4 separate regions of the Mus musculus genome follow, and all the other regions are linked to region 4. Evidence: chromatin contacts called from public HiChIP or PLAC-seq and promoter capture Hi-C data. All regions are on one chromosome and are shown on one strand. The core of a region is the stretch at or near the end of the contact, and the rest is flanking DNA. Distances in the headings are between cores, read along the strand shown.

What was found. Promoter capture Hi-C pulls out the DNA fragments that hold promoters and counts their contacts. HiChIP or PLAC-seq counts read pairs in DNA pulled down with a chosen protein or histone mark.
Region 1: a promoter capture Hi-C map of pre-B cells shows a contact between it and region 4. The contact joins the promoter of Gorasp1 here to the promoter of Ulk4 in region 4. A contact is called at or near these places in 3 of 39 promoter capture datasets (the HPC-7 cell line, cranial neural crest and pre-B cells).
Region 2: an H3K27ac HiChIP or PLAC-seq map of large pre-B cells shows a contact between it and region 4, with 4 times the contacts expected there. The contact joins the promoter of Slc25a38 here to the promoter of Ulk4 in region 4. A contact is called at or near these places in 3 of 39 promoter capture datasets (cranial neural crest, liver and pre-B cells), 1 of 484 Hi-C or Micro-C datasets (erythroblasts) and 1 of 115 datasets of contacts at active chromatin or transcription factors (large pre-B cells).
Region 3: a contact with region 4 is called in an H3K27ac HiChIP or PLAC-seq map of microglia, with 6 times the contacts expected there. The contact joins the promoter of Rpsa here to the promoter of Ulk4 in region 4. A contact is called at or near these places in 5 of 39 promoter capture datasets (frontonasal cranial neural crest, liver, maxillary cranial neural crest and 2 more), 3 of 484 Hi-C or Micro-C datasets (B cells, CD4 T cells and erythroblasts), 2 of 115 datasets of contacts at active chromatin or transcription factors (large pre-B cells and microglia) and 1 of 9 other capture datasets (liver).

The regions. Positions count from the first base shown.
Region 1 is chr9:119,936,111-119,938,810 of GRCm38.p6, reverse strand. It overlaps Gorasp1 (golgi reassembly stacking protein 1), which reads left to right and starts at 1,253. Exons shown (of 9, transcript NM_028976.2): 1 at 1,253-1,353. The coding sequence starts at 1,294. It overlaps Ttc21a (tetratricopeptide repeat domain 21A), which reads right to left and starts at 1,205. Exons shown (of 29, transcript NM_028735.3): 1 at 1,061-1,205. The coding sequence starts at 1,087.
Region 2 is chr9:120,108,964-120,111,663 of GRCm38.p6, reverse strand. It overlaps Slc25a38 (solute carrier family 25, member 38), which reads right to left and starts at 1,282. Exons shown (of 7, transcript NM_144793.2): 1 at 1,092-1,282. The coding sequence starts at 1,220.
Region 3 is chr9:120,126,457-120,129,156 of GRCm38.p6, reverse strand. It overlaps Rpsa (ribosomal protein SA), which reads right to left and starts at 1,391. Exons shown (of 7, transcript NM_011029.4): 1 at 1,327-1,391; 2 at 535-700. The coding sequence starts at 667. LOC115485682 (a small nucleolar RNA gene) reads right to left here and starts at 377; the gene lies at 222-377.
Region 4 is chr9:121,275,822-121,278,521 of GRCm38.p6, reverse strand. It overlaps Ulk4 (unc-51-like kinase 4), which reads left to right and starts at 1,350. Exons shown (of 37, transcript NM_177589.3): 1 at 1,350-1,462. It overlaps Gm34655 (a long non-coding RNA gene), which reads right to left and starts at 775. Exons shown (of 2, transcript XR_003948091.1): 1 at 556-775.

The DNA of each region.
Region 1 (2,700 bases), core at 4-2,503, 1.3 Mb after region 4:
AGCTGAAGCCCAGGGAGACACAGCCCATGGAGATCACACAGTAATTGGGGCTGAGATTTCAAAGCAAAAGCTCACTTCCTCTAAGGTTTGTGGGTGTTGAGTTGGGGATAGATGTGGTTAGGTCGTAAAAGCCTCATGGGCCATTTGAAAGAGCCTAGACGTCAGACAGGGTCATCAACAGGAACCAGCTCGAATGGCTTTAAGTAGGGGAGTGAAGTTTTCAGATTTTTAAAACTTTTGGCAGAGCCTGGTGTTCATGTATCCCAGACTGGCCTCAAACTCAACTATGGTGAGTTTCTGACCCTCCCTCCCCACCTCTCCGGTGCTAGGATTAAAGGCACCTACCACCACACCTGTTTTATGGCTATCAGGGCTTGGTGCATATTCTAGGAACTGAGCCAGATCCCCAGTTACCTCAAATGATATTCTAAAGAAATGACTCTGGCTGTTGCGTGCAGTGATGTGTGGGTGGCTGCAGGTGGCACATGGGTAATGCCAGGCAGTAGTGCTGGTGCAAAGAGCCCAAGTAGAGAAACCAGGCCAGAGGTGTCTAAGGGAGAGATACATGGTGGCTCTGGAGACTTTGGAAGCTGACACTTCTCGTTAGATTAGGAACAGGGTTGGAGGTGGGCATAGACCTCATAGCAGTGGAACACAGATGGCTTAGGTGGGAGGCAGATGCGATAATGGACAGGCACGGATTGGTTTGGGGGATAGGATCAGGTCTGGGTGCTAATTTGAGGCTAGGGGTGCAGAGGACACTGAGGGGAAATGCTTTGGTTAGGGAGCTGAGGAAGATGGAAGGACTTCTAGAAGCTGCCAGAGTAGTGAACAGAGGGGTAGAGGTGGTTGGGGGGTGGAAGTAGCCTAAGAGTAGAGATGGCCAGAGGGCAGGCAGCAGGGTGGATGGTGTGGCAGAGGGTGGCCCAAGGGCAGATGGCCAGAGAAAGCAGAAAGGTAACCCCAGAGCAGAAATGGTCAGAGAGCAGAGAGCTAGCCCAGGGCAGCAGTCCTGACTGCAGAAGTAGTCCCGAGCGCAGGCGGCCCAGAGTTCACGCACCATGAGAGAGGAGTCATCGCTGCTCATGGCTGCAGCCCGGCTCAGGTGATGACCGGCTGAGCGGGATTCCCAGCTCTGGCCGCCCAATTCGCAGCCCAGCTCACGGCCGGAAGTCTAAGGCGCGCGCGTCCTTGGCAACCTGGCTGCTGGCCTGTTGCTAAGAACTGTGACATCCGGGAGGGCGTGGCCTGGCCCCACGTGACTAGGCCACGCAGCAGCGGGAGAGGGCGGCCATGGGGCTAGGGGCAAGCAGCGAGCAGCCGGCGGGCGGCGAGGGCTTCCATCTGCACGGGGTGAGCCGGGGTGGTGGAAGATCACCAGGGAGGGTTGCACAGCCCCGAGGCCTGCAGTGACCTCCCTGCATGCCTTGCGAGGCCCAGCGCGTCCAAGATCCGAGGCCCCTTCTCTAAGGAGCATTGCAAGGGGCTGGGAGAGCTCGTGGGCTTTGGGAAAGCTGCTGAAGAGGGGGTGAAGTGGCCAGAATGACTGGAGCCAGGGTGGGCATTGGGACCCCAGAGTGAAACATCCCGAGACCTAGATGGGGCCCTACGTGTCACTTGCAGGGAGGTACGAGCGAACAGGCTGCTGGGAAGTATAGTCTGGTTGATAAAGAACGCCGTATGGAGTTGGGGATAGAAAGATCTTTGAACTCAGCTCCCCTGTTTTGCCCCTTTGAAAAGCAGGTAGATGCAGAGCTGTGTGGAGGCGGGCAGGTTTGTCAGGTTGTCTGGCTGTTGGGTCAGCCTGCCTGCCTTCATTCCTTCAGACAGGATCTTGGTACTTAGTTCAAGCTGTTGTTAAACTCTCAGCTGCTCTTTCTCGGTTCCTCTTAAATCTTATCTATCTATCTATCTATCTATCTATCTATCTATCTATCTATCTATCTATTTATTTTGTGGGTGTCTCATTATGTATCCCCGACTGGCCTGGAACTTGCTATGTAGGCTAGACTGGGCTGGAACCTACAGAAATCCATCTGCGTGCGCCTGCCTCCTGAGCCATTATGCCTCTCTGGTCTATGTCAAAGGAAGTCTGGAGTCAGGGCTAGGGAAGCGGTTTCTAGCTGGAGAGCCACATTGGCTTTACAGATCAAAGTGACAAGATTTGTGCTTGGGGGTTGGCAGACATTGGGATGCATCCAACCGGGGGTGTTTTAAAACAGGTTCACGGGAAGTCAGGAGTTTGGGATCTTTGCACAAGGGCTGAGGGAAGTGAGGTGGTGGGGGTGGTGGACGGAGTGAAGGCAAGGGGGGCTGGTTAAAGGGGGACAGGTTGATCAGGTCAGAGGATGAGGACCCGTTACAGAGATGTGTTTTTGGTGTGTGTGTTGTTTTTGTTTGTGCACACGAGTGTGCAAACCAGAGGTTTTAGATCCCTTTAAGTTGGAGTTATAGGCATTTGGGAGCTGTCACACTTGCATGCTGGGGACTCAACCCAGGTCGTCTGATAGAATAATAGGCTCTTTTAACTGCTGACCTATTTCTCCAGTCCCTTTGTTTGTTTGCTTGTTTTTTCTTTGAGACAGGGTTTCTCTATGTAGCCCTGGCTGTCCTGGAACTCACTCTGTAGATCAGACTGGCCTTGAACTCAGAAATCTGCCTGCCTCTGCCTCCCAAGTGCTGGGATTAAAGGTGTGTGCC
Region 2 (2,700 bases), core at 33-2,532, 1.2 Mb after region 4:
CCACCCAGCGAGCTTAGTTTTCTTATAGTGATGGAGACGAAGGTGCTTTCCTGAAAGGCCACACCTCCAACTTCAAGTTTCGATTTATTTTAGTAGCATACCTTATTATACACGACTTAAAGAAAGCTGAATATTCCAATTTTTTAAGTGTGAGAATAGATCAAAACAACCAGTAAGGGCTAGAGACTAGTCCAAAGTGTATTCTTCCAGAGGGACCATAAGGTTCCCAGCACCCATACAGAAAGGGGTGCTCACAGCTCCAGCTCCAGGAGATACCAACGTTCTCTTTTGGCCTTCTTCGGCATCTGCACTCTTGTGCACCTACCCCCAACACACATAGATAAAAATAAACACTAAAAGCACAATGAGCAAATCGTACTACGCAAAACACGATGGGAGTAAGCAGCATTTCAACAGCCAAATAGTACCACAATTTCTACCACCCCACAGCAAAAAGAAAAACAACAAAATGTCTACGTCCAACACACATCAAAAAGGGAAAGATGGCGGGCCAGAGAGAAAAAAAGTATGCAGTTTTGAAAGACATGGTCCTGGGAGCCACAGCGGTTATCTTTTAAAGACTTCCAAAAAGCTCCAGACATAGGGGAGCACACTCCTTTAGCACTTCGGAGCCAGCCTGGTTTAAATAGCGAGTTTCAGCCCTATCTGAAACACAGTGAGGCCCCGACTCAAAAAAACAAGAATTTTTAAAAGATATTCATCCCCCAAAGCCATGCATCCTCGCCCCACTGAGGCACATCCCAGCCCGGGCCCGCCCTGCACAGCCCCACCTCCGTTTATGGTTGGCAGCAAGAGACTCCGCCCCGCCCCGCCCCCGTCTCCACCAATGGCAGCCCGGCAGCGCAGCCAACCCGACGGAAGGGCGTGGCCTTGGTGAACCCCGAAAGCTAAGGCAGAAGCCTGCAGGGAAGCCGGTCAGGGAAGGTGTCCTGCGGCGGGCGGCTCGAGGTGCCCCGAGGCGCTCTCATCAGTTGCCGTTAGAATATTCTAGAACTAGAATGTTCTCGAAGCACTGTCCCCTGCCCCACAATGCCGCTCCCGTCCCGGTCCCCCTGCTCCCACGAACTCACCATGAGCGTCTCCACCGTGTCCTCTACATCCTGCGACTGCAGCAGCGCCGAGCGTGCCTTCTCGATCACTGGGGACGCGAGCCCGGCCCCGGCGACTGAGAGGCTCCGGGGCTCCGCGCTCACGCCCATCCCTCCCCGCCTGCCCGCCCGGCCTCAGGTCTCATTACCCGAGACAAGCGGCTCGATGTTTCCGGGGGAGGGGAAAGCAGAAGGAAAAAGGTGAGATCCCGCTTCCGGTGACATAGCGTATCCGGCGACGAGATCTCATCGCCACCTGGTGGCTGCACTTAAAACTGCAGGGTCCGTGATTCTCAGTTGCAGAGCCTTCTGCTCGGCGCTTTTTTTTTTTTAAATATTTTTCTTATTAAATATATTTATTTATTTATTTATTCTTAAAGCGCTTTTTGAAATGGGTGACTGGCTGAGTTTTAATTGTATTTAATTTATTTAAGAGCTGAAGGACCGCCGGGCAGTAGAGGCACACGCCTTTAATCCCAGCACTTGGGAGGCAGAGGCGGGCAGATTTCTGAGTTCAAGGCCAGCCTGGTCTACAGAGTTCCACGACAGCCAGGGCTATACAAAGAAACCCTGTCTCAAAAAGAAAAAGAAAAAGGAAAGGAAAGAAAAGAAAAGAAAAAGAACTGAAGCAGGATGAATGCCTTCTCTTTAGACACAAATTTTTAAAAATACAATTCACATTTCTTCTTTTTTGTTTTCTTTATTTTTATTTTTTCAAGACAGGGTTTCTCTGTATAGCCCTGGCTACCTGGAACTCACTAGCTACCCCTGTGTCTCTCTGTGTGGAGACCAGGCTGACCTTGAACTCGTAGAGCTCCACCTGCCTCTTTAATCCCAAGTGCTGGGATTAAAGGCGTGTATACCATGCCTGACTTATTTTTAGTTGTATGTGTGGGTATGTACGTGTGAATGTAGCTTCTTGCAGAGGCCAGAAGCTCACAGGCAGTCCTGAGCTGCCCTGTCTGGGTGCTGGAAACCAACCTCAGGTCCTCTACAAGTGCTCTAACCCAGGCTCTCAAGCCTTGTCTTTATGCTTTTTATATGTTTATTTTGTTCTGTTGTTTAGTTTTTCAAGACAAGGTTTTTCTTTTTTCTTGAGACAGGGTTTCTTTATATAGCCCTGGCTGTCCTGGAACTCACTCTGTAGACCAGGCTGGCCTTGAACTCAGAAATCCACCTACCTCTGCCTCCCAAATGCTAGGATTAAAGGTGTTTGTAGACGCCCGACTCGACAGCAAGAAGGACGCCACAACAGGATTCTTCTGCACACGTTTATTGGGAGAGCTTGATAGTGAAAGCAAAAGCGAAAGACCCCGAGCCCAAAAAACCAGTGCTGCTTATATAGGCCTAGGACAGGCATGTCTACACCCAATTGGTTATGCTTTCAGTACCTCATTTACATGCCTCGGGGCCAGGTCGTGACTCAGCAAAAAAACTCTACTGAACATGCACACATTGGTTGTTTACCCATATTCATGGGCGTCAGCTTATTGAAACCAGCGCCATCTTGTAATGGTGTTTATTGGCTTCCCACATCTCCCCCTTTTTTATTTAATAGAAAAAGGCCTAATCCGATGATCTAGTCTTGCAC
Region 3 (2,700 bases), core at 142-2,641, 1.1 Mb after region 4:
TAGGCCAGCAAACGGAACTCTCTGAGGAGCTTCCCAAGGCAGGAAGTCTGGCAGTCACTCTGCAGACCTGGCTGATCAGACTCCTGACTGCCTCCTAAACACTAGGATTAAAGGGTGTGAAACCACCACACCCAGCAACAAGTAGTTTAAAGTGGGTGTCCCAGACAGGCTTGCTAGCCTCATAGCCTTGTGAATGGACACTGTGGGAAGGTAAGGCATACGCATGTGGCAGTGACCACTACCAAACTCCAGTCATAGAGGCAAGCTCTACTGGTGTTAGCGAAAATCCTGCCATAAATTCAATGTAGCACACTTCCGACACTCAGAAGTTCACTGGCCAAGACTGGCCTCCACTCTGAGCTTTAATAGTGTGCAGGGTCAGTCAGTCCTCCATGACCTCTGGCCCCTTCCCACACATCCTCTTAGTTACATCACAAGCCAGAGTAGCACTCCAACACCAACCATTCAGTTACCAGGCACTATACCCATTAGAGCACCATAGTCAGGAACTGACTATCACAGGTGGCAACTGACCGTCACTTTTCCTTTTGTAGATGTACTGCTCCATCTGAAAGTCAAGGTTGGTGCCACCTAAGTGGGTTCCCGCAGCAAGGAATTTGAGGACATCCTCCTCCTTCATCTGCAGGACGTCAAGGGCTCCGGACATTGTGTAAGTTTCCCTTTAAGTTACGATGGGAATCTAAAAAAGGAATAAAATTCATCTTTTTTCTTCTGACACTAGAACTCACAAGATTGCCCTGCCTCCTGAGAGGGGGACTAAAGGCGTATGCCACTAGGCGCAGCACATCATCTGAGCTGAAATGGGTTGTGTTCTTATTCCTCCTTGCCTTTCGATTTTTCTGGCCACCTAGTCACTAAGGAAAGTGACTTTGTCAGCAGAGCACATATAGAAAAACTGGACAGTTGAAGTTAGCGCCTCCGCAGGCACACTGACTACAGGATAGCTACTTAAGTATAGCTGCTTCTTTGCACCGAGAGTTGCGCAAAGGCGGCCATGATCGGGGTGCTTCGGGAGTTGTATTTCGAGACTGGCCGGCAGTTCCCGTCCCATCTCCATGCGCCTCACAAGCACTTTTCCCAGCATCTTGCCGACAGGGCCCTCGAGCGTGGCGCGAACCGCAGAAGGGCCCCGCAGTGGCGCCCGCCCCACCTAACTGCGGGCCAGCACGTGGCGCTGCCGCCAGGAGCCAAGCCGCCCCGGCACACGCAGCCTCGGCGCCCTCCGCGCCCACCCATGGCGCGGGAAGCTAGTAAGCGCGCGTCCCGCGGCGTCCGGAGACGCCGAGGGCTCCACGTGAGACTCACCAAGAACAACGCCGTATGGACCCGTCCCCGGGTAGCGCGAAAGGACGGGCGGCCGGAAATGACGTCCTTAAATAACCCACAGCCAGCCAATGGCAAAGCAGGCTAAGCAAAAAGGGAGAACTTCCGCTCCGGAAAAAGCCTCTGGCGCACGCGCAGATTCAGTGAGTGGGCCCGCTGTAGCGCGCGCGGAGCGGAAGTTAAAGTGGCCCGCGCCTGCGCGGCTGCAGTCGCTGCACAGACCCCAGGCCGGAAGTAGCTGGGGCGAGGGGGGGGAGTGGGGGGGGGGGAGCGAGCGTGGAAAGTCCGTAGCTTTTGGTCCGCTGAGTGACGAATAGGCTTCAAGCTGGGCCACCTATGTCAGGATTAACTCCAGGAGCACACACCCGCCTGCCCCTCTGGTACTGGCTCCTTCCTACATTTGAGAACTACAAAATAGTAGTTACCCAGTAAGATATTACAAAAGTGTTGAAGGGAGCAGGGAGAAATTTGGATGCGTCATCTATTTACAAAGCGTTTATTACTGTATTCCATGTCTCAAGTAATCTAGAGATGACTTGGAGTCTGTGGGAGGGTTGTGGTTATTAGAAAATACCAGACTATTTTTGTTTTGTTTTGTTTTTCGAGACAGGGTTTCTCTGTACAGCCCTGGCTGTCCCGGAACTCACTTTATTGACCAGGCTGGCCTCGAACTCAGAAATCCGCCCGCCTCTGCCTCCGGAGTGCCGGGGCTAAATAAAGGCGTGTGCCACCACGCCCAGCTCAGACCATTTTATATTAGGGACTTGAGCATCTATGGGTTTGGCATCCATAGGTGGTTCTGGAACAAATCCCACAGATACTGAAGGATAACCATATATGCATACAACAAAAATAATAGATCAAAAACCCAGAGGAGTGTGGGTGCAGCTCCGTGGTAGAGTACTAACATCGAAAGGCTCTGGGTTTCTTCAGTTCTTGCTGGGGCAAGAGGACCATGAATTTGAAGCTATAGTCATACTCTGTCTCAAAAATAAATATAAAACGGTAAAACTAAAAAGAACAAAGCATTTAACTTGCCACATCGTGAATGTGTATCAAGATATCTTGTTAAGTAAAACAGAATATTCTAAAATCTATTAAGTGGTATGTTCAGGTCAGGTAGTGGTGGCCTATGCCTGTAATCCTAGCCAGCACTCAGGAGACAGAGGCAAGCAGATCTCTACGAGTTGAAAGCTAGTCTAATCTACAAAAATGAGTTCCAGGACAGCCAAAGCTACACAGAGAAACCCTGTCTTTAAAAAAAAGAAAAAATAGAGTGGCCTAGCTCCCTGCGGCTGTCCTTGGTCACGCTTGGTACCAGGCTGAAGCAGTCAAGATGACCTTATTTCAGCTTAG
Region 4 (2,700 bases), core at 101-2,600:
TTGCAGTGCTTCTGTCTGTAAGCCCTCATCCGGGCTCTGTATGTAAGCCTAACAAATTCATTGGTTCCCTCGCATGAGCTGTGGTGGAATTATACCTTGGTTTATCCTTAGAAACTTGGGGTCCGCCGGGCAGTGGTGGCGCACGCCTTTAATCCCAGCACTTGGGAGGCAGAGGCAGGCGGATTTCTGAGTTCGAGGCCAGGCTGGTCTACAAAGTGAGTTCCAGGACAGCCATGGCTACACAGAGAAACGCTGTCTCGAAAAAACAAAACAAAACAAGAAACGTAGGGTCCTATCTCCCCACCGCCACACCCCACCTAGAAAAGGAACTTTAGCCCCATCTCTAGCCCGATTCTGGTCAACTGAGTTGGGCTTTCTTCCTTCCATAGATACTGTCAGCCTGCTCTCACATCAGAATGGAAGTTGGAGGACTCCAGTTGGAGGCCAACCTGGGCTACAGCGTGAAACCCTGTTTAAGAAGGAAACACAGCAAAACAGCTAAAGCTGTGACGCTCTGGGACCAGGCAGACGTGAAAGACTTTAAGTCCCACCCACCAAGATGTGCGGCGCAGGCAGCTTGAAGGCTGGGACCACGCGATTATGCTGCCTTCCCGGTGGGATCTGATCACCACTGCACGCTCTGACTAGAGAGGCCGATCCGTCCTAACCTCGGTCCGCTGAGCCTGCAGTGACCAACGGGCTCCAGACCGAGAAGTTTCCTGAGGAGGCTCAGAGGCATCGGCGCGCAGATGGGGAGGGGACTGGCTCTAGCCACGCCAATCTCCGGCCACTTCCGGTCCATGCCTCCTAATCTCAGCCAATCAGCGCCCTGCATCGCCGGCGTCCTATTGCTGTCATGGAGACGAGGGGGCGTGTAAACGCCAAGCAGGGCCTGCAGTGGGGCTGTGTGAGTCTCGCCATCTCTCCCACCTCTTTCTAGAAAGGATGCACTGGCTTTAGAGTGCCCAAGGCCACTTAGGTGTACTCAAAGATTCTCATTTCCGGCCCCAGCCCACAGCGCCGGAAGCGCTCAACCAGGCAGCATCCGGGTCTTTTCCGGCCGTCCTTGTGTTGCCATGGAGATGGGATGGCGGCTTTCAAATACCGAGGGATGCTCGCCGGGCAAACCTGAGAACTGCCCACGATTCCGGTCTCTTTCCAGTTTCCAGTGTCCCCTTAGGCCAGCGAGATCATGTTCGAAGTGGCGTGGGGTCCTTAGTGTCGCTGGATGGGCGCGCAAACTCGCTCACTTCCGGGTTCTTCTGGGTAGCGATCAGCCAATCAAAGTCCCGCTCTTTTTCCCCCCCGCGTCTCGCAGGTTGTCATGGTGACGCAGAGGGCTCACCCACGCGTCCAGGGGAGTTGGCCAGGTCTTCGGGTGCCTCGGTTTCCTCTGTCCAAGCTGTGGCCTCGCCGTGGCAAGGCAGAGCGCGTGCAACTCGGGTCCCCCACCATCGTGCAGGTGGGTGGGCAGCTGCGGCTCCATTCCTGGTTACATCTCTGACCCGCTTCATCCTCCTCAGAGGCGCGACCACTTCCCCCAGGACAGCAACTTATCTAAAGTCTTATTTAAAAAAAAAAAAAAAAAAGTTTATTTACGTGCGTGTGCACATGTTGAGTGTTTGCGGAAGCCAGAAGATGGTGTTGGATTTCCTCGAGCTGGAGTTACAGGTAGTTGTGAGCCACCCGGAGTGGGTGCTGGGAACAGAACTCAGATCCTCTGCAAGAGCAGTATGTATTCTTAATGGCTGAGCCATCTCTCTGTCCACTGATAGTTTTGACAAGGTTTCTTGCACATGTGAGAGAGTGTGCGCGCATGCATGTGAGTGTACTGGTGGATGCTCCTGTGTGTGCAGGCAGAGAAGGGTGTTGAGTGTCTTCCTCTGGCCTGTCTGCCTTTTGCCTAGAGACAAGGTCTTTTTCCCCTGCCCGAGGCTGGTTGTTGAGACTAGACTAGCCTGCCAGTGAGCTCCTGGGGTTCTCCCGTGTAGGCCCTTCAAAGCTGGGATTACTGGGTTTCTATGTGTGTGTTGAGTATTTGAACTCAAGTCCTCAGGCTTGCAGAGTAAACACTTAACCAGGTGAACCGTCTTCTCAGCCCCATGTTCTTTTGTAACAATGACATCTTAAGCTATCATACAGTTTCAGGGCTTCACTACGACATTTTCCTATATGTCTGTCTTTGTGTTTTCCTTATGTCTGCCCCTCACTATCTTCCTCTGCTCTTCTTACCCCCTCCTGCTTGTCCTCTTTCTCATCCTCTCATAGTTGTCTTGTGGCTTCACAGGACCTACTTTTATGTCTTGATTTTGCATGAGAGGAAACATGGTGTTGTGTCGTTACTGCCTCCCGTGACCCTTTGTTCCTGCCTCTCCTCCCTTTAGGCTCATTTTTCTTCCCTGTAGTCCTCTGTTTACTCCCGTTCCTCATATATGATATATGTTTAAATCTAGGTTATATACTATTTTGTATATTCCCACTCAATTTTGCCAGAGAGAGATAATGTAGTGTTTGTCTGCCTGGCTCTGGCTTACCTCATAGCATCACCGCAATGACTTTGACTCAATTCATCTTCCTGAAAATGATGTAATTCCACTCTTCCTGACAGCTGAGTGGCGCTCTGAGAGATGCCAAGTATCCCTGTGTATGCTGCCTGAGCTGCCTTTGGATGTTCATGTGCATGTATGTGCATGTGTGTGT